4 separate regions of the Mus musculus genome follow, and regions 1, 2 and 4 are each linked to region 3. A link is a contact called in public Hi-C and HiChIP or PLAC-seq data. All regions are on one chromosome and are shown on one strand. Each heading gives the region's core, a stretch centred on a gene start, on an enhancer-like site or on the middle of the called end of the contact. The rest is flanking DNA. Distances are from core to core; before and after follow the strand shown.

The links. A called contact is a pair of places that touch in the nucleus more often than the background predicts. HiChIP or PLAC-seq counts read pairs in DNA pulled down with a chosen protein or histone mark.
Region 1: a contact with region 3 is called in a Hi-C map of the N1E-115 cell line, with 2.3 times the contacts expected there. The contact joins two enhancer-like sites. A contact is called at or near these places in 9 of 484 Hi-C or Micro-C datasets (MC3T3-E1-derived osteoblasts, the N1E-115 cell line, cerebellum and 4 more).
Region 2: a Hi-C map of the N1E-115 cell line shows a contact between it and region 3, with 2.9 times the contacts expected there. The contact joins two enhancer-like sites. A contact is called at or near these places in 2 of 15 datasets of contacts at CTCF or cohesin (large pre-B cells and stem cell-derived epiblast-like cells), 42 of 484 Hi-C or Micro-C datasets (the 3T3-L1 cell line, 3T3-L1-derived adipocytes, B cells and 32 more), 15 of 115 datasets of contacts at active chromatin or transcription factors (bone marrow-derived macrophages, cardiomyocytes, craniofacial prominence and 9 more) and 1 of 9 other capture datasets (embryonic stem cells).
Region 4: a FOXA1 HiChIP or PLAC-seq map of pancreatic cancer cells shows a contact between it and region 3. The contact joins two enhancer-like sites. A contact is called at or near these places in 11 of 484 Hi-C or Micro-C datasets (B cells, the NIH/3T3 cell line, bone marrow-derived macrophages and 5 more) and 3 of 115 datasets of contacts at active chromatin or transcription factors (craniofacial prominence, embryonic hindbrain and pancreatic cancer cells).

What each region holds. Positions count from the first base shown.
Region 1 is chr8:36,050,763-36,055,855 of GRCm38.p6, reverse strand. No RefSeq gene overlaps it. Among named protein-coding and RNA genes, the nearest start is that of Gm39163, 13 kb to the left of the region's middle. Within about 2 kb of position 3,260, at least 34 of the 459 cell types and tissues checked have an H3K27ac peak or open chromatin away from gene starts, as enhancers often do. A contact at or near this core is called in the N1E-115 cell line, where this site is marked.
Region 2 is chr8:36,108,612-36,114,353 of GRCm38.p6, reverse strand. The region is part of intron 3 of Prag1 (PEAK1 related kinase activating pseudokinase 1); the gene reads right to left. Among named protein-coding and RNA genes, the nearest start is that of Prag1, 17 kb to the right of the region's middle. Within about 2 kb of position 3,598, at least 6 of the 459 cell types and tissues checked have an H3K27ac peak or open chromatin away from gene starts, as enhancers often do. A contact at or near this core is called in the N1E-115 cell line, where this site is marked.
Region 3 is chr8:35,863,455-35,868,994 of GRCm38.p6, reverse strand. It overlaps 5430403N17Rik (RIKEN cDNA 5430403N17 gene), which reads left to right. Exons shown (of 3, transcript NR_046181.1): 3 at 2,690-4,910. Among named protein-coding and RNA genes, the nearest start is that of 5430403N17Rik, 17 kb to the left of the region's middle. Within about 2 kb of position 3,069, at least 62 of the 459 cell types and tissues checked have an H3K27ac peak or open chromatin away from gene starts, as enhancers often do. A contact at or near this core is called in the N1E-115 cell line and pancreatic cancer cells, where this site is marked.
Region 4 is chr8:36,071,314-36,076,711 of GRCm38.p6, reverse strand. It overlaps Gm39163 (a long non-coding RNA gene), which reads right to left. Exons shown (of 3, transcript XR_870358.2): 3 at 3,105-3,168. Among named protein-coding and RNA genes, the nearest start is that of Gm39163, 7.7 kb to the right of the region's middle. Within about 2 kb of position 3,256, at least 22 of the 459 cell types and tissues checked have an H3K27ac peak or open chromatin away from gene starts, as enhancers often do. A contact at or near this core is called in pancreatic cancer cells, where this site is marked.

The sequences.
Region 1 (5,093 bases), core at 2,011-4,510, 190 kb before region 3:
AAAAGCACAGTGGTCCCATGTCTCATCACTATAAGGTGGCAATGTCTGCTGAGGCATGGTGGTTGTGGCTTCTGTGGGTCCACTGAGTTCTTTGTCCTTGTACCTGCATGGCCTTGTGGCCACCAAACGCTAGATATGGCAAATGGGAATGAAATCTCCTCTGATGGAAGTAAGGCTTTGTCAGCCACCACCTGGGTGGTCAGTGATGTTGGAGAAGATGCCATTTTCATTGATAGCCATAGTGAACAGATGGCAGGGAGACTGAAGATGATCCTAGCCCTTTTCACCACTTGTGATGCTTTCTCAGAGCTCAATTGCCTGGAAAGGGGAGAGGGATCATGAAAGGCTGACTCCTAAAATAAACAAGAGACCAAAATGGACATTGAAATAGGGTTGGTGTTTTGTTTTTCTTTTTCTTTTTTAAATTGGCTTTCTCTCTGCACATTTGCCTTTGCAAATGAAGAGTCACGCCTGCTTTACCTGTTTCCACCTGACTCAGACATGGCCCTCTTTCAGGGACAATGACCTAAGCTTTGCTGGAGGGATTCAGTTCTCCAGGGGCAACGTGAGAGTCATCGGGGCGTGTCTGCAGCCTGCTGTGGCCTGACCAAGACCAGAAGAGCCTGGGGACTCAGGAGCATCTGATTCCATGAGCTCACAGTTGGAGCATCTCGGGCTGGGGAAGGTTCATTGCTGGGGAGCTTGCTATGGGGATAGGCAGAGAAGGGGAGCACTGTTCAGACTGCTAGATTCTGCACTCAGCGGCTGTGGTCCTCTGTATACTGGTAAGATTGGAATCCTAGGTCCTCAATTCCTTCCCAGGTAGGGTTCACCCAACAAACACAAATTATCATCTACTGCATTTCAGGCATGGGATTTCCACCCTCATTAAGTTCATCCAGGTTAAACGTGTATGGTGGCCAGAAGGCATCATGGGAACATAAATGGAATTCCAACCTAGAGGCCCCTTTCAGAAGAGAGGATTCCTAAGCTAAGTCCTGGAGGTTAAACTGGAACTCATTATACTAGACACAGCAGGTGGGAAACACAGTGCTGGCTAAAGAGATATCCTGAGAACTCAAGAAGGTGGACTCCAGAAAATCAAATAACCCCATTAAAAATGGGGCTCAGAGCTAAACAAAGAATTCTCACCTGAGGAATACTGAATGGTGGAGAAGCACCTGAAAAAAATGTTCAGCATCCTTAATCATCAGAGAAATGCAAATCAAAACAACCCTGAGATTCCACTTCACTCCAGTCAGAATGGCTAAGATCAAAAATTCAGGTGACAGCAGATGCTGGCGAGGATGTGGAGAAAGAGGAACACTCTCCATTGTTGGTGGGATTGCAAGCTTGTACAACCACTCTGGAAATCAGTCTGGCGGTTCCTCAGAAAACTGGATATAGTACTACCGGAGGATCCTGCAATACCTCTCCTGGGCATATATCCAGAAGATGTTCCAACCAGTAAGAAGGACACATGCTCCACTATGTTCATAGCAGCCTTATTTATAATAGCCAGAAGCTGGAAAGAACCCAGATGCCCCTCAACAGAGGAATGGATACAGAAAATGTGGTACATTTACACAATGGAGTACTACTCAGCTATTAAAAAGAATGAATTTATGAAATTCCTAGGCAAATGGATGGACATGGAGGGCATCATCCTGAGTGAGGTAACCCAATCACAAAGGAACTCGCACAATATGTACTCACTGATAAGTGGATATTAGCCCAGAAACTTAGGATACCCAAGATATAAGATACAATTTGCTAAACGCATGAAACTCAAGAAGAACAAGACCAAAGTGTGGACACTTTGCCCCTCCTTAGAATTGGGAACAAAACACCCATGGAAGGAGTTACAGAGACAAAGTTTGGAGCTGTGTCAAAAGGATGGACCATCTAGAGCCTGCCATATCAAGAGTTCCATCCCATAATCAGCTTCCAAACGCTGACACCATGGCATATACTAGCAAGATTTTGCTGAAAGGACCCAGATATAGCTGTCTCTTGTGAGACTATGCCAGGGCCTAGCAAACACAGAAGTGGATGCTCACAGTCAGCTATTGGTTGGATCACAGGGCCCCCAGTGGAGGAGCTAGAGAAAGTACCCAAGGAGATAAAGGGAACTGCAACCCTATAGGTGGAACAACATTATGAACTAACCAGTACCCCAGAGCTCTTGACTCTAGCTGCATATGTATCAAAAGATGGCCTAGTCGGCCATCACTGGAAAGAGAGGCTCATTGGACTTGCAAACTTTATATGCCCCAGTACAGGGGAATGCCAGGGCCAAAAAGTGGGAGTGGGTGGGTAGGGGAGTGGGGGGGAGGGTATGGGGGACTTTTGGGATAGCATTGGAAATGTAAATGAGGAAAATACCTAATAAAAAGTATAAAAAAAGAGAGATATCCTGAGCAAAGGTAGGTGGGGGAGAAAGATGTGTGTGTAAAGCTCAAGGCATTCAGCATCACTGGGTGGTGGTCTACAAAGGCAAGCTTGAAGATGGAAGGTTGAGCAATATGGAAGACGAAAGGTCTTGAATACCATGGTTAAGAATTTGACCTGAGTTCTTTAGTCAACAGGGAGCCAGTGGCTAGTTTGTAACAGGAGAAGAGTAGGTGAGTTTATATTTTACAAAGCTTGGTAGCAGGTCCAAGGATGGGCACAATGAGCATAAGGGACAGCAAATACACCAACCAACCAATCAACCAACCAAACAAGCAAACAACCAAACAAACACAAATTCAAGGCTGTCTTTATGTCTTCTCATCCTCAAATGAGTTCTAACAAGTGTCCAAATTAGCCTGAGAAACACAGACCCACATTTTGCCTGTGGAGGAAGGTCAAGAGAACATTTCAGATTAGCTGCAAACAGCCTGGAATTAGGCATATCTGAGCTGAGATCTGGTACCTAGGCTACTTCCAGTTGACTATGTGGAGCAAGACTGCACTCCTTGGAATCTAAGCCCCTGGCTTAGTTCCCTTCTGGCAACAGAGGATCTGGATTCCTCTCTCTTGCCTCCTGACCTGGCTGCTATGTGGAAGTCCCAGTTCCAACCCTCTTTAACAATTCCTATCCAGCTGCTCCCTGCCCCCACCTGAAACCTAGCAAGGAAATTCTAGGAATGAGCCAGCAGGTCACCTAGCCTGATCATCGCTGGTCAGCATGAGGAGAGCAGGTGGCTCCTGGCTTCAGCCTGCTTGAAGCTGAGATGAATTCGGGCCTCAGCCCAAATCTGAAAGACTGGATTCCTACTTAGAGCTGGGTTTTTTCGTAATTAACAGTGTGTCTGGGGCTTCCGGGATTGCAGTAATGTGATACTGCCTCGTTCAATGACTTGGCTGCGTTTCTCAGTTTCTGCTGGCTTCAGTCTGCCTTCCCCAACTTATTATTCATGCCCGTGTCTCAAATTTTCATATCTCACACCCATCCATGGCCCAGAAATATTGTCTTGGAAATGGAAGGACAGGAGGAAAGGGGTAAGGCTAAGAGAGGGAGAGAGATAAATTGTCAAGAAGGGTCCTGTGGAGGAGAATGGTAGGGCCAGAGCAATGTGCCGGGCTTATGGACAATTTGATGACCACCGTAGGACCAGATAGCTGAGAAGTAAGACCATAAAGAGCACTAAGAAGAGAGAGGAGGATGGGCAGAGAGAAGTGTGTTGCTGCCTTGGCAAAGGAAATTATGTGACATGCTTACAAGATGAAAACCCTGCTCCAGTTATTGATTCAATTAGTTTATCTCTGCAGCCCAGCTCCAAGCTGTGAGGAGGACCGGCTCAGGGTGGAAGCAGGCAAATGAGCTAGCTGCTTGGAGGGCCTAGAGAGAAGAGAGCTAGTTTCCTTGCCACCCTGCTGATTTCTTAGGGGCCCTGAAGATTCCTTTGAACAATAAAGCCTTCCCTCCCTGTTGGCCTCTCAAATGAATCTTTCAGGCTGGTTAGTCTAGCTGACTGCAGGTGTTTCTCAGCACACAGTGCGGGAGCTGTGGATCTAATGACTTAGGCACATGGGCTTTTTCCATTAGAGGAATGGAAAGCTGGGCAATATGACCGGCCAAGGAGGTGGAGCAGAGCTTCGAGGGCACCTAATGGGGGGAGGAGTCAATTCCACAGTGTCTCTGTGGTGAGACCTCAGAGGTGTTCCACCCTAGGCACACAGAGTCTCACTTGGGGACTTTGAAGAGCATGGCACCTTCAAGTTCTGTCGCCATAGGCTGAATTTGGTTTCAGGTAAGGCCCTTGTATGCCTGATCTTTTTCTTCAAATCAAGGGAGTCCAGTGAGTATCAGGGTAGAAACGCCCTGAGTTTAGAAGACACATCATTTTTCCAGGTAGGAGAACAGCAGCCCCTACAGTGATGTGATTATTTCCTGCTTTTCACAGCTAAGAAAGGCAAAGGTGCTCTGAGCCACAGCATAGTGGTCTCTCTGTTAAGTCAGAGGTCTCTTAGCACATAGTGTGTCTCTATTCTTGGCAGAATTGCCTGGGCACTCCTTCTTTACATGGCCATGTGTGTGTGTGTGGGGGGGGGTAGCAATCTCCAGAAAGCATCCCCAACCTGAATGATGCTGCACCTTGAGGACACACATAGAAGCAATCTCTACACAGAAACAAACAGGCTGCTGTCTCCCAGCCCCAGGACAGACTCACTGGCATGTATGTGCATGCACACAGACACCGCAAAGACAGCTCTGTCACTGGTATGCGATAGCAGGTGAGTTGGTTTATGAAATGCAGTCACTGTCACATGGAGGGAAACAATGAGCCTGACAAAAGCCATCTCTCTGAAGCCAGCAGGGCAGGGAACTGTCTGGAGAGCTCTGGTTTTCCTGTACAGCAGATTGGACACGGTCAATCGGAATAGCGAGGTAGACAAATCAAGGGAGAGAACGAACGCCTGCCTGTCTCTCAAAGGAAGGAGCCTGCGTCTTGGCAGCTTGGAGGATTTCGAATGCTCAACACAGCGTGTGCTTTTCTCTTTTTAAATCTTCCATTCGGATGACTTTTCCACCTCTCCCTTTCAAATAGACGGAATACCTTTACAGCCTCTTCTGCTCTCTTTTAAAATAACTACAATAGCTTTGC
Region 2 (5,742 bases), core at 2,349-4,848, 240 kb before region 3:
CTAATAGTTAATTTTACGAGATCATTTTACCAGAAGACATGGATAGCTTTTTTTCCCTCCTTTTTTTTTTTTTTTTTGCCACAATTTGGTAATAACTGATTTATAAATCTGGTGTATGCCAAACTTGCTGTTTCTCAATTTCATTTCTGTTTGTTGCTATTGCCATGACTTTCCTCTCTCCCTCCACCACCCTCCCCTCGTGTATGTGTGAGTCTGTGGGGGGTGGGGATGGATGCAGGGATGCTGTGATGTGCACGTTGAGGCCTGTGACCAACCTTCAGTCTCAGTCTGGCTTTGTACTTTGACTGAGACAGTCTCTTGCTCACTGTGCACAGTGGGCTAGCCATTCCATGCATTTCGTGGCCTGTTTCTGCCTCCCATCTCACCTCAGGAGTGCTGGGATTACACATGTGTGCTAGAGCTCCTGACTCTCAGTGGGTCCTGGGACCTTCTGGTTTCCTCTTTCACACTGTGATTATTCTGCCTGCAGCCATCTTCTTGTATAATGACAGAAAGCAGGGTTTTAGTGTGGCTTTAGCTCTACACTTTCCTTATGATAAACTAGTTTGCTAAAATCATCCAAGAAACAATCCACACTTTCCCCACCAATAAATAGTCCAGGATCCACTCAGAGCCAGTCTTCATTGTGTAGGGATTGAATAAACATCAATATAAAAGACAACTCAGGCCCTGAACTATAAGGGCCTCGTGTATACATGAAAGGCTCTCACAGGCTTTCTTTACTTTTGTAGGGAATGTGGACATGCTTTGAGAGGAGTATGCACAAAGGATCAAGGATATATGCTTAGAATTGACTTTACAGAAAATTTCTCTATTGTCAGTTTTGGAGGTGACAGGGATAGATAACAGACACTTACAAAAATAGTAAGTGAGGCTCGGGGATAGCTTAGCCAGAGGAGTGCTTTCTGTGCAAGCACGCAGACCCACATCAAATGTTAGGGCTAGAGGCAATTGATGATCCCAGGCTGGGGCGATGGTGACAGGGAGATGCATGGGGCTTATGGCCAGCCAGCCTGGACCAATTGGCAAGGCTCGGGTCCCAGTGAGAGATCTTGTCTTAAACAACATAAGGTGTATGATTTTCAGAGGGAATACTCATGAGGTTGACCTTTGGCTTCTGCATACACAGGTGCGTGTTTGCACATCCCCCCTAAACATACACAAAAGAAAGAGAGGCAAGAAAGAAAGGAGGGAGGGAGGGAGGGAATTGACTGTGAATGAAGGCTGTCAAGCGAGTTGATGCTTTCCCTGTCAGTGTGAGCAGATACTTGGAAAGACAGGCTTACTTGGGCTCATGTTTGCAATACGGTCCATCACAGTGGGCAGGGTCCGGCAGCAGGTAACTGTGGCAACAGGAGCGAGTGGTAATTGGTTATATTCATGGGCAGTCAGGAGCAGAGAGGGGGCAGGAAGCAGAAAGGGCACAGGGCACAGGAAATATAGAATGGGTCTATAAATCTCAAGGCCCAGCCGCCAGTGACACATTTCCTTCGGTGAGATATCTCACTTCGCCTAAATGCTACACCCACAGAAATGACCGAGGACAAAGCATTCAAATACACGGGGACATTCTTTACCCGAGCCGTAATACCAAGTAAGTGTGACACATCGGCACATAGCTGCCCTGTTCTTCTATCAACTCTTATAGATGTGCCCTTTGCCCTGCTGAATATCTTTACATAAAAGATGATCTATCTTATTACCAGTATGTATTAGAAAAATCACAGCATTTGTTTATCTAGTTCAAATTCATAAGATTTCATTTCCACAGTGAGATTAACCCTCCACAGGATTCTGACACATTTCCCATATCTGTTCCCTCCCCCTCCAGTTTTGGATGCAGAAAGCCAACAAGGCGAGGGATGAACACACGCTGCTTAAAGATTTAAAGACTGGAAAAATAAAGTTAAGATATATAAAGAGAAGGACTACCTTAAGAGACAGGTAGTAAGTTAGTAATAAGTGTTATTTACTCCAGCAGGGCTCCGAAAGGTTAGTGTTCATAGATCATTCTAGTCACTCACTGAGCAGAAGCAAAACATCTTGACATTCCAGTTGGAAGTCAGAAATTACATTTTCTGCTAACACTCAACTACAGAACTCTAGGCTAGACAGAAAACAGACCCCATCCCCTAAATAAAGGAAGTATTGAACTCCTAAGTTAATGTAGAGACTGGTTACTGAGTGCCAGCCTTTTAGCACCTTAGATGGTCGATTTTAGGCTTTAACGCCAATTTCTCAAATAGCTAGCACAGGTGTCAGAGTCAGAACTTCCATCTCTGCATGCCCTGCAGACATTACTAATCAATCGCAGCAACCTTTATCACAGGCTAGGTTCTCCCATAAAGTGCTAGAAAAGTCTCTACCTGACCTGAACTGCCATAGAAGATCCTGCCCTCCTGATAGTGGGCACTGGGCCACAAAAGCTTACTTTTGCTTTGATCTATACATTTTAGTTATGAACTATTTTAAATGATGACTGGTTCTAAAATTCTAGGCTCGTCTTCACTTTCTTCAAGTTTCTGTTACTTACTGTCATGTCTACTGATATCAACAATTCTCGTATTCATGCAGTGTATTTTATTCCCATTAATCCTGACTGCCTACGTGGAACACCCAAAGGTAGAGGCCATCCTGATGGGTTTCCCACAATTCAGGAGCATACAGTGACACCCTATCTTGGTTTGAGAGTATTAAACATGTTTTAAAACAGCCGGGCAATGGTGGCACATGCCTTTAATCCAAGCACTCAGGAGGCAGAGGTAGGTGAACCTCTGTGAGTATGAGGCCAGCCTGGTCTACACAGCTTGTTTCAGGACAGTCAGGGCTACACAATCCCTGTCTCGAAAACAAAACCACTTAGGCAAACGGGTATGAAATGGCTCAAAGCCAAACTGCTGGAAGTCAAGGAGTCATTTGCCAGTGACAGAAACAATAACCTGCCAAAGAACAATACCTGAGGGGAAAGAGAAGGCTGCTGGACTAAGGAGGTGAATCACTGGTAAGGTTTGCTGACCAAGAATGAAAACCTGGCTTGGGATCTCAGCATCCCAGGATCCACTGGACACTGTGGCACAAGCCTGTGACACCATTGCTTGGGGAAGACAGGTAGAATGGTGTGTATGTGGGATGTGGAGGCTGGATAGCCAGCCTAGCAGAAATGATGAGCCCCGGGTTCAGTGAGAGAGCCTGTCTTCAAAAACTGAGGTGGAGAAGTGGTTAAGGTAGACCTCGGACTCTGGCCTCTGTGTGCAGGCTCACAGAGCGAAGTACGTGCACACATACGTGCACACATGTGCATTCACTACCCAAACACACTGTAAAGAAATAAAACATAAACAAAAGGGAAAGATCTCTTTGTGAAAACAGCCTTTAATGTGGAGGTTTCCCTTGTCACCCAGCCACTGTGACAAAAGTCCGCCTTCTGGGAAAGCACACAGAAAAAGTCACCCAGCGCGCAGGGCATAAGCTCGTTGAAGTAGGGAATCTTACAGAGTTGCATAGGAAGAGCACGAGCACACGCTTAACATGAAACATTGCTTGGGATCTGTCTACAGCCACTAGAAGCAAATGCTCACCGATTTCTACACAGCGCCTGAAGGTGTCTATGATCAGAAATGTAGTAGTTGTTGCCTGCACAGAGGATAGCAAGGACTGTCTGCCGCTAATCTCTCAACCGTGAAAGAACGAATTATAGCTAATCAAATCAACAATTCCCATAGCATGCCTTGGGGCACTAGCAGAGAGCTGCCTACCAGTTGGTTAATTCCACGCTTCGGAAGCAGTCAGGACTTCCCAGCAGCTAAGTCCATTTGGCGACTAGATGCAGACTGAGGACTGTCATCTAGCTTCGGTCTGTGTTTCCAGACTTCTCTCAGAAAGTATGAAAAAGTTCTACTCAGAGAAGCAACATCACCCTAGAATTCTTGTAATTTGCTGCTCAGAGGAAAATTCTAGATGATTACTACCTGAAAAGAGAATTCTTCTGGTAAGAGGGGATTGGTTCCACACAACTGCTCAGCTTAAAACCAAACCAAACCAAACCAAACCAAAAAACTAAGTAGCAATAAGTAGCAGAGGCCACTTGCAAGACTGAAACGTACAAGTACTGGAGAGTAATTAATCCAAGAAAGAATGCATGGAGCCCCACCGTGTTTGCCCACCTTGAAGCATGGACAATTATTAACCTCAGCTTATTCAACTCAAGGTGGCAACGTTCCACTGAGCAGGGGCAGGCAGGGAATTACAATGGGTGCCCAGTGAAAAGCTAGAGAGAAACTTGCTTACTCCATAGTGTGCTATGGCCTTCTTAAAAACGAAACATTCCGCCTGGGCGGTGGTAGCACAGTCCTTTAATCCCAGCACTTGGGAGGCAGAGCCACAAGCAGATGGATGTCTGAGTCTGAGGCCAGCCTGGTCTACAGAGTGAGTTCCAGGACAGCCAGGGCTACACAGAGAAATCCTGTCTCGAAAAACAAAAACAAGAACAAAACCTAACTAACTAACTATTCTGGGCTGGCAAGATGATACAGCATGTAAGGGCATCTGCATGCCCTGAACCCAATGCTCAGAACCCACCCGAAGGGGAAACTGACTCCACGAAGTTATCTCTGACCTTTACACACACAGCCTGGCACATGCACCTACACACATCATACTCAGCAATAATTTTTGGATGTTTATTTATTCTGTGCTATGTGCACATGTGTGTGCATGTGTGTACTCTGCACATCAAGAGCATGGTGCTCAGAAGACAGTGTTGGGGTGCATGCTGGGAACTAAACCTGGGTCTTTTCCAAACGCAATAAACACTCTTAACTATGAAGTCATCTCTCCATCCCCCTAATAATAATTTAAAAAAAAATTCCTCCCTGAATATCTACTATATATGGTTCTTTGCTAAAAGATGTGATAGAAATTCTAAGCAAGAACTCATGAGACATAACTTGTGCACTCTCGGGAATGTAGTCTCTTGAAGAGATGAAAACGTGGGCCAAGTTTTAATGTAATGCAAGGCACACTGTGCTACCATCACGAAATGAGGTATGAACAGGGCACAGGACTACCACAGGACTTAGGCTCAGAACACTTCATATTCCAAGTTATTTGCTTCTTCTGTCAACTTCTCTTGAGCATCACGTTGAGTAAGAAGGTAGGTGCTTTTCTGGAAAAATTAGTCAACAGGACATATAACTCATGACTCGTGCACACTGAACTGAGTTCATGGCTCTGTTACTGAACAGAGAGCACAGGCTGCGGCGAGAACCCAGATCTACGAGAACAGGTCTTAACAAAGACAGTCAAAGCCGGGAACAGCCTTTGGTTGTCACACTGCACACCTGCTCACTGAGGTCACACTGCACACCTGCTCATTGAATTCACACAGATGCAATCCTCAGAACCCAAGAGGGGAAAAAACCCTATTGCTGGGCTTTTAGCATCTTGCACACAGCCTAATATAAAAAGTAGGTCATTAGTAGATATCCAGTGATTTAAAGAATCTCTAACTCCTAGGAATAGTCATGGGCATATGCTCAAAACTGTATAGAAGTCCTTTAAAGATTGTATTATATACACACATACACACAGATATACATACCTATGTATGTATATATATATATATATATATATATATATATATCCATCAAGTCAGCAATTGTTAAAACATTATAAGATTAAAAGACAGGAATTAATTTGGGGAATTAATTTTAATAATTCCTG
Region 3 (5,540 bases), core at 1,820-4,319:
AGACCAAATATTGCTCCAGGAAGATAAACCTCACAACACTATACCTGAGAGCCCTGTACAGCGCTACATTGTGACTTACACCCTTGGCTTTTAATTATCCTACTCTGAGCCTTCTTCTTGCTTGGAGTTGCTAGGTTTATTTTGGTGTCCTGTCTTGACTTGCCTTCTGATATTTTACCTCACAGAGATCTCAAATTGCTAAATATATGTTTACTTCATCTGGGAGATAGATAGAACTCTACCACAGGCCCAAATTCTGCCCCTTGGGTAGAGTGCTGCGTAGTCATCTCTCCCTGAGTGTGAGCAAGATTTGTGACTATGATGCCATATCACATTATGATTTTTTTTTTTATGGCAGAGGAGAATTTGAAGATGCAATTAAGAGTCCTACTGAGTTAACCTTAAGTTAATCAATAGAAAGACTATTCTAGATGAACCTGACGTAATCAGATGAACGCTTTAAGTTATGTTAGAGAAATTTGAAGCTAGACAGACTCGCTGAATCTCACAAAAGTCAGCTCTGGCTGCCATCTTGACTCAAATTCATTTAAGGCCAAGCTCAAGAACCAGCTGGGCCTTGCCTGGACTTCCGACTTACAGAACCGTACATGAGCAATGGTGATGCCTAAGTATCTATGTCTGTAGCAATTTGTCACATTGCAAAATCTAATGTACTTAATTAACATATTAAATGCAATAAATGAAATGATATTTTAAGTATTCAAGTATTAAACATTAGATTTTACCCTATTATTTATTCTAAAATATTTTAAATAAATACACTACAGAAAATGTTTTAGATGACTAAAATAAGTCTAGTGTCATTCATCCTACCTGGAACCACGTGTTAGAAAAGACGGTCCAGAGCTAGGGACGGTGATCTACACCTGTGATTCCAGTGAGGAAGGAGCTAAGACAGGAGCAGTAAAAGTTAAATGCTAGCTTGGGTCATATAGCAAAACTTAAAAAAATAAGAAGGGAGGGAGGGAGGGGGTTGGGGGGAGGGAGGAAGGAAGGGGAGTCAGCTAGTCAGCTTGGGTACTTCATATCTATGCAAATGCTATTCAAAAGGTTTAATTATAACTCAATGTATTTTCTTTCCTTTCCCTTTTTTTTTCTTTTCTCTTGGGGTGGGGGTGGGGGGATAGACAGGTTTGTAAAGGAACAGCCACAACTGCCAGGCTACTCTGTATTTTCTAACAAAGCTTTTTATTGGGTTTCTCTTCTTCCTCTGAATCTCTAATGTAGTAGTCCAACAATCCAACAATGTCTTAAAGTTTCAAACCAACCTACATCAATTCTTCAACCTCATTGAACCCTATAACCCGTATGTGCAGAATTGCAAATGCTTCGTCACATCTAATCCCTTTCTTTGTCCAGTTGACTTGCTCTCATCTTGCTATATTTTCCCATTATTCATCTCCACAAGAATCATTCAACAGGGACACAAAACACAAACCAACCTGCTCTACTTGGTAAGCTGGAAGAAACTGTTTCATAGTCATCCACTAGCAAGCTAAAGTCACCACGAAACAATTCCCAAGTGGGACAAATGTCAAAAAGTGTGACACCCATATGCAATGTGGGAGGAGTCATAGCCATCTAGTACATGTGTAGACGTCGTGGAACACACTGAAACAGAACAGCATATTTCTTAAAATATTCTAGGGAAACAGCTGTAGCCAGATAGGGGATCGCTAGCTATAAATGTTAGCCTCATTAAGATTCACAGTGATGATGATGACCCAAGTTTATACAGCAAAGAGACTCTATAAGGCATCTGACCCCAGAATTGTTTGAATGCTTTCTGTCCAAGTTTTACGACAGAGCTCAGGAAGAGATAAAAGAGTAGTTCTCAACCTGTGGGTCGAGACCCCTGTGGCAAACCTCTATCTTCAAAAACATTTGCATTAGGACTCATAACAGTAGCAAAATTACAGTTATGATACAGCAACAAAAATGATTTTATGGTTGGGGATCACGATAATATGAAGAAGTGTATTTAAGGGTCATAGCATTAGGAAGGCTGAGAACCATTGAGATAAAAGCAGGTGTGTGCTTGTCTAACAGGACAGGCAGAGTCATGGAGGGGGTGCATACTAAAATCCCTAGAAGGAGGAGCTCCAGGTTTCCAAAGATAAATAAATGATAAGGACAGGGAGGTATTAATTACCTTGATTAGATCAGTGTTTATTCAATGCATGCCAAAAATGCTAAAATGTCACACTGCACCAGATTAAGTAGGAACAATTATTTCATGTCAATCTCCCAACTTCTAATAAATGTTCAGTGGTACAGATCTCCAAATTAAAACCTTTTTTTTCTATTGGGGAAGACAATTACACAGACAGTGTAAAGATGTTCACCAGGGATGGAAGAGGAAACCAGGGGGTTATTATTAGTGGCGTTTGAACATCAGTTTTATCAGATGAGAAACCTTATGAAGGTGGGTAGCCACCGTGGTTACACAACATTATGAATATTTTTAGCATCACTGAACCGTTTATTTAAAAATGGTTTCAATAATAAATGTTATCTCTCTGTTTTAGTACAATAAAACAATTGGGAGGAGGGAGGGAACCCTGGAAAATGAAATGTTTCTGCCCAGAAAATATTTTGGGAACTGTGGTTTAAATTCTTTGTATGTTTATTTATCCTGTCTCCTCTTTCCAATGACACCGTGTTCCAGGTCAAATGGTGATCATGTGGCCCACGGTGAGAAAACCTCCTGGTATAACTAGTGGGAACTGCTCGGCCACCTTCCCTTCCCCCAGCTGTGTGATGCAATGGTGCAATTCTGTCTCCTCAAAACCAGACATCCTCTCTCACTGGAGGATTCCAGGGGTGGCTTATCACTGCAGAGCACTCTGTAGACATTCTCCAGACGACCACCATGTGCCAGGCTTAGCACATTACTAAAGCAACAAGCATCCCAGCAGGACACCCACTTTGCAAGGAAGACACTGCCATGCCAGGGAAGAATCCAGGAAGAATTATAACACTGGGGCTTCTGAGAAAGCTGATTAAGTGGCCTGACTGGAAAGTGACTGGCATCCTCAGGGCAGAGAACCTCCAAGGAGCTGGGAGGTGAGAGCTGTAGGGATGACTCAGGCAGGAATCTGGAGAGAGCAGGGTGGGGCACGTAATTCACTGCCTAAAACCCAAAGCCAGTTCCCCACCTTCCAGCGGTACAATCGGTCCCTGATACTTCAAGTTGAGAACGAAGCAGGAAAGGAGGAAGCCCAGGAATCAGAAAGACGGAATGACTTTGCATTTAGCATTGATTCGAAAATGCTAAATTACCTCTAAATTACCTCTTCACATGCCTGATCTAAAATTGGAATCCACCCTCTAATCTTGAGCATTTTACAGTTTTTGTCCACCACACCCCCACCCCTCGCCCCCATCTACCCTCCCGGCATGCATGTGACCCTAAGGCACGCGCGCGGCTCACTTGTCAATGCCTGCGTGCGCAAACTTGTCCACAGCTACTGTCATTGTCATTTCTTCCTCAGGATTTTGAGTTTTGTTTCTACCCCACATGTCGGGTTTAATGGCCGTGTAAAATGTCTTCAGCAAGATCATCTTGGAGGGTTCGCACTGACAGGAAAACTTACAGTGTGTTCAGGTAGGCGAGGGACCCAGAGCTCGTACCGTCCTGATTGTTATGTGTGAAATGAATAGTCTTTCTGAGAAAAAGGTTTACTATTACATAGCGGCCTCACAAAAAACAAATCAAGTATTTTACAGCTTTGTTAGTCCAGGCAAGGGCACCCTAGCAATGCCCGGGCCATTTGTTAGAATGACAGAATCTCGGGTTGTATGGATACCCACTGACTCTGGTTATACTGAGGTGACTTCTCCATCCAACTGTCAAAACTACCACCTCTACCTCGGTCTTATTACAGCGCTTTCTTCTCTTTTATTGTCTGTGAACTAATGATGGAACTTAAATATAAAGGGCACGTGGGACTCAATTAGGCATGGCCGGTGACATCTCTGCAGGCACAATGTGAAATAAAACCACCTTCTTCAGTGAGGGGGGGCTGGCAGCCAGGAAGATGGGTAGTCTCCTAGGAGGACCATGAACACCAATAAAACCATGAATCACCCGAGACCTTGGTGCTGTGACACAGCTGGCTGAGAGGAGCCCCACCTGCGGACTGTTGTAGTGGGGATTTGGGAGTTAGTTACATGTGATATCTACTAATAATGATACTCAACGTAGTCCCTCTTGTGGAGGGACCTGGGCACGGAACCCATGGCTTTGCGTATGCTGGGTTGGCGTTGTGTCAATGAGCTACAGCCTCAGCCTTCAATGAATTCTGTAGTCAACATTTGATTTTTTTTTTTCCTTAGCTCCTCATGCTGATCCCTTACTATTGAGAAGCACAACAAACCCTGTAGGGAAACACTGTGAACTAAGACCCGATGTTTGGGTGGTAATGGCTTTTTACTTATAGAGATGACATTTACCAGACTAACCTGGTTGGCAAGTAGCCGAGTTGGGGACCGGACTCTCCAGATTCTGGCTTTGCTTTGGCAATTCTAAGTGGGAAGATAGTGTTGGTGACATTTTATGCAAGAGAATTGGGGGTCCAGTATGCTCAAGAGACTCAGATTCTGAGCTGTCCTGTGAGCCAATTAATTGCCTCTTCATCTAAGCCAGTTCTCAACTGCTGACACCCTTTAATACAGTACCTCAGGTTATGGTAAACCCCCAACCGTAAAATTATTTTCATGGATACATTATAACTTTAATTTCGCTTCTGTGTGAATCGAATATTTTTTGAAGACGGAAGTTTGCCAAAGGAGTCTCGACCCACAGGTTGAAAATCATGATCTAATTCATCTCTTGTCCTTCTGCCCCCAGCTCCTCAGTAAAAGTCGACATGCTCATTTATGATTTTATGAGTTTTCTGGCATAGCGTTTATTTGCTTATTTATGTGGTGTATGTACGTGTTCACATGTGTGTGCATATGGAAGCCAGAGCTGGATGCTGGGTTTCTTCCGTGGTCGCTCCCCACCTTGTTTTTTGAGTCAGGGTTTCTCACTGAAACTGGATATCCTCCATCCATCTAGGCTTGCTGGCCCAGGAGCCAGAGGGATCCGCCCACCTTTGCTTCCCCCTGGTTCTGGGGTTACAAATGCACTGTAGCCAATGCCCGCTTTTACATGATTGCTGGAGGTCTGAATGCAGGGTCTCACCCCTACACAGCAGCCACTTTACTGAATGGCCTATGTCCAGCCCTTTGATACATTTTTGAATAAGTGATCAGATAATTAGGTGAACCCTATTAGAAAGAATGTGCATGTAGGCTTATGTTTTTCAAAACCTACTTTAGTAAGGGTTCTCAAATTCTTTAATCTCCCTTTTAAACCCACCACCCACCAGAGGTAGTGGAAGAGAGAGGTGAATTGGAAACAGGGATTGTGGACCTGTTTAGAAATAATTCTTTGGAGCCATTTCTATCTTCATTGTTGTTGGCATTTCATCTAGGCTCCGCCCCACAGTTACCTGGCAACAGCCAGATGTGCC
Region 4 (5,398 bases), core at 2,007-4,506, 210 kb before region 3:
CTTATGAAAGTATGTTTTGCTGAAGCAGACATGTGGGAGGGTGGTTTTGGGTTTTGTTTTGTTTTTTTTTTTTTTAGAACAGACACGTGGTGGTTTTGGAAGCTGTTTGGGAAAAGAGCACATGGTGTTTTGCTAGAGTGGATGCTTGAAAGGACAAGTGATGTTTGGAAAGGGTATGAGCGTAACCGAACAGACAGTGGACGGCACTATGGCATTGGTTCGCCTTGCCTTCTTTGCTGATTACCATTTCTCGTGACTTCATAGACAGAAATGCGCCAAAGGACTTCTCGTGATACTCTAGAGGCTTCTTGTTGATTCTGTGTGGACTCAGGTTTCTTCTGAATCGAACTGCCATTGATGATGGTGATGTTGAGTGGTGTTTGCAAGTGGATTGAGCTGCCTACTGATATCCCAACAGCAAAGATTAGATTTGCCCCAAAGAACTATTTCTAAGCAGGTTCACATTCTCTTTTGCCATATTAACCTTTCCTTCCCACTACCTCTGGTGGGTGATAGGCTAGAAGAGAAGTTAAAGCATTTAAGAACCCTTATTAAAGTAGATTTTGAAAAATCTAAGCCTATACACAGTTATTAAAATTCTCATCTGACAGTGACAACATTGTGACTTTCTCCCATATGCTGAAATCTCTCCGGAGGATTTCAGAATAGGCAGTATCCATCTTGCAAGCTACTCTCCTCCCAACACCAATCCATCACTCTTCCTTATCACCATATTACTTCACTCTATCTTCATGGGCAAAGGCTCAAGCCATGATCATGACACCATCAAGGGGATTCACAGAGTGCTCACCCACTGGAGGGTGGTCCTGCCATAGGTGTGATGGGAACACACATTGTCTAAGCTATCCTGGTACAAGAGCTATTTCCTGGCTGGACCTTATGAGGACTTTAAGAGTTAATAATGGCTATTCCCAAGAAAGTAAAGAAGAAAAGCAAGGGAGGGGCAGAAAGTTCCAGAAGGCAGGCAGCAGAGGGGTCTTAGGCAGCTTCTCAGCAGCTGCTTTTGGATAGCCTTTTACTAGGTGGGATTTCTGCCTCAGTCTATGGCCCACCGCCAAAGTGCAGATAGTGTTGGGGGAGATGAATGAGACCCAGCCCTGTGTGTGAGGGAGCACTCTCTGTGAATCCCAGATGCCTGGAATAGTTGGTGTAACAAGGGCAGCGCCAGCTCCTTGATTTAGACTGGAATAGAGCATTCTCTTCTGGCAGGGAAGCCATTTAGGTCTAAGACCCACCATCAGGACTTTCCATGTTTAATGAAACAGCTGTGAAAACACCACAGCCATACCTGGACTCATCTACAGCACACTGAAGCCAGGTCATATGCTAAGCACCCTGCAACCTTCCCTCCCTTCCCTTCCAGACATTGTTACTTTTCATGTAGGAGAATTTAGATGTCATCCTGATGGTCTCATTAGCGTTTTTATGAACACTCAGCATTAATAAACTCTATTTTGGGGTGTAACTTAAGTACAGTATAAAGAGCAGTGAGCATGTTGAGTCTGTGTGTAAATAACTTTTTCTCCCACTAATGCTGATAGAGCTACAGTGCCACCTGCGTAAAATCAGATTTTAAATAACATTCATACTTAACAGAAATCTTAAAAAGCACTCTGCTAAGTGCTGGTAGACTGAGCTGAAATAATGAATGCTCAGAGTCCAATGTCACTGTTGAAATTTGCTGGTGGATCTTGCTTATTCTATATACTGTAGTTCTGTGTATTGAAATAGACACTGTCTCACACAGTAACATGACACAACTTCCTGGCATTCAGCACATTTTGGAGCAAAAGCATGACGCTAAGACCTCTGACAGGATTCTACTTTGACCCCTTGTAGATTACAAAGGGGACATTCTTTTTTCAAGACAGCCATGGAGATCAGCTTAATCACTCTCAGATTATGGTTTGTTAACTATTTATAACTTTGAGTTGACGAAAAAAAAAAACAAAAACAAAAACAAACAGAACCAGACCCCCTCTAGTCAAATTCCCAAGGACCAAATGGAAAACAAAACAAAACAAAAAACAAAAAAAGAAGAACTCAGTAACTTTCTTAACACTTGGTTTCCACTCAAATATTTGACTAAATATTGTAGAAAGCAATGTATCATTATTGTTACCTCTACAAATCCCTTCTGCTCAATGGGTTTGATCAGGAGAGAGCTCTTTCAAGGACTCCAATTTGTACTACTAATACAAATGCCTCATTTTGTATTTGTAGAGGGTGTTGCTAAAAAAGAGGTCAGGTCATTATAAGGCAGTTTGGTTGAGTCCATTACACTTGACACCTCTGAAAGCTGATCGAAGGTATCAACTTCCAGATTCATTTCAAGACACACAGGGAGTCTTCTGGAAATGATGATCAAGTTTTGAGCATGGAAAAGCAGCACAGAGAGGCACCTCCACCTTAAAAGCATCCATAGGTTCAGTATTTCCTCATGAGCATCCTCCGAAGTCTCTAGCCACATCCTCATACAGTGACATTGGGTTACCCTCCCTCTCACCTGCTTCTCTTACACATTCTGCTGCTGATATCTGCTGTCATTTATGTTGGTTTCCCTAAATGCCCACCAGAGAAGATGCCCACCAAGTACTTTGGAAAGAAAAGAGAGAGAGGCATGAAGAATGGAGAATGAAAGCAAAAGTTCACTTATCACATCTACAAAGACACTGGGGGAGATAGAACTTGTATGTAGTCTGATAAAACAAAACATTAACATTTAATAGGAGAATAAAATATTTATAGCCAAGAAAGATTTACTTAGGATCAAAATACAATTTATAATTTAACAGGTGCTATATGGGCCTTATGCAAAGAAAAATGAGTGTAATACAATGGGATTGCAAGTCATAAATATAAACTAAATGGGTAAGTTTTCATTACTAAGAATGGCCTATAATATTAGCTATGCAGAGAAGAGAACATAAAATAAAGGGGCTACTAAAATCTGTTTCTTGAGTGACTACACAGTCTCCGTAAACTTCTAAAAGATTTTAAAAGTCAACAAAGAACTATTATTGAAATAAAGACTCCTTACTTATCATATTTATATTTTATAAAAACAAAATACTTTAGTCAGTCTTACCGATAAGTGGTTGATTTAATTCTTTGTAAATGACGGGCTTTTCTTTTTCTCCTTTGTAACTGGAACAAAGCAAACACGTGGGTTAATCATTAACGGACTCCCCAAGCCTTCCTTCTTCTTCCACTCCTTAAACAACAAGATCATAAATCTTTGAGCTTCTCTTGGCGTTATCTCGGCTGAGGTTCAGAGTTTAACATTGTGTTCCATGAGCCACAAGCCTTGCCACCAAAGAGCTCCTGAGTGCAGACAGTCACCAGCCACCCAGACTGCCTTCAAACCCATTTCTCTAAGGATTCACACGTATGTGGTTACATTATGGAAAAAATAAGTAAATAAAACTTTACATTTTGGACCAGTTTTGGATTTTTCTGTTGCTGTGATGAAATACTCTGGACAAAAGCAACTTAAAGGTTTAGTTGGCTCCCAGTTCCAAATTAAAGTCCACCATTGCAGAGTGGCAGGAGCATGAGAGAAGTCACATTCTAGCCTTCCACTGAATTATTGCATGCGAGTTCTTGCTTACTGTTTTTACAGTTCTTCCTCTACTGATGTCCAGCCCAGGGTCCTCTGCCTAGGGAATGGCACCACCCACAATTAGAGTGGGCTTTCCACTTTAATTAAGGAGATCAAGACCATTCTTCACATACATTCCCAGAAGTTAACCTTAAGGTCAATAATACCTCACAGGTGTGCCTGAGGCCTGCCTCCTTGGTGTCAAGCTGGCAGATTTATAAAGGGGGGAAAATGTAAGTATAATTTAGAAAACCCCTACATTCCCTGAATCTAGTGTCCCATGTTACTATGGTCTGTTTGCTATAATTCATACATCAATATTAACGCAGTATAAAGAATACAAGTCTACAGTGTATTTATGTATATTTCCTTAGTTCTTAAGTAATTGGTCTCCCCCCCCCCCGCTTTATTCTGGTTTTGGGCCCCGTTCCAGGCAATATGTGACAGCTATCAGATGTTCTTAAGCACCTTGGTTGATGACTTTGACCGTTTATGAGATGAGGTGTAGTCACCTGTCTTGTAGAATGTAGCTTAAGTGGAATTCATCCCCCTTCTCTCATGACCCCACATAGGTTTGAGGAGCAAGCAAGAGTCTGGCTGAATTGAACCCACTGGATCTGTTCTTATTGTGACTGTTGACTGTTGTTGGCTGTGATCTCTGAGGGAGCGTTTTGTTTGCTTTAGCAAGCAGTCACTTTCCTCTCCCTTTGCACATACTCTCTGGGAGAAGTTAGTTACCCTGTACAACCTATACTCAACAAGTATTGGTCTCACCTCCATCAGGGACATGATGCACTTTGAGTATTTGATTTCCCCTCGTGTGCAAATATTTCTTCCTTACCTCGTTCCTCTTACTCTGTGTTCTTCTACCTCAAAACCTGAAACCCGTGTGGAGTCAAGGAAAAGTAGGGAAAATGAATTCCAATTGAGGTACGTTCCAGAAAACAGGTACATTCCTCATCTTCTAAACTGCCAAAGTCACCACACAGGGGCTTAGGAACACGTGACAATAAGGTGTCACATATTGCCTGGAGTGGGATCCGGAGCCTGCTCTATTCAATATTTCATGTTGGCATAGACACTTATTTTACCAGGCCATATGCTGATTCTTCTTTGTGGCTCAAACTGTTCTAACTTTGAGCATGAGGTGATCGTTGTCGGCTTCTGCATCTCTTTGAGATGTCCTTTCATTGTGCGTATATGTCCATGTGTATCCATGTGTGTGGAGTACACATGTGTGGAAGGTGCATGTGTATGTGTTTCCATGAGTGTGTGGAGGCCAGAGGTCAGCCTAGGGTATCAGTCTTCAGAAGCCACCCTCCATGGCTCCTTAGCCCAATAGGCTAGCCTGGGCCAGCAAGCTCCAGCAATGCTCCTGGCTCCACCTTTACAAGACTGGGTTTACAAGCAAAAATAATCATGCCCAGATTTTGCACATGTGTCCTAAGGATGGAACTCGGATCCTTATTCACATACAGGAAGTACTGTACTAACTGAGCCATTTCCCTGGCTTGTTTTGTAGGACTTAGAGGTACAGTCTTACTTTCTGGCACGGTGAGATTCTGGTCCCTTCATCTGTATTTTCTGACGCCAGACCAACAATTAATCTTTCTTTCCATGAACCCTCATTTCTTCTATTGGAGACTTAGAAGGTGCCATTTAGAAACAAGATCTGGGCACTAGGTTTGTAACCTGGCATTTATCCTAGTCCCTCTAAGTTGGCATGACAGCAAAGCGCCTCTATAAATATTCTGTATGTAAGCAAAGCACACTCAG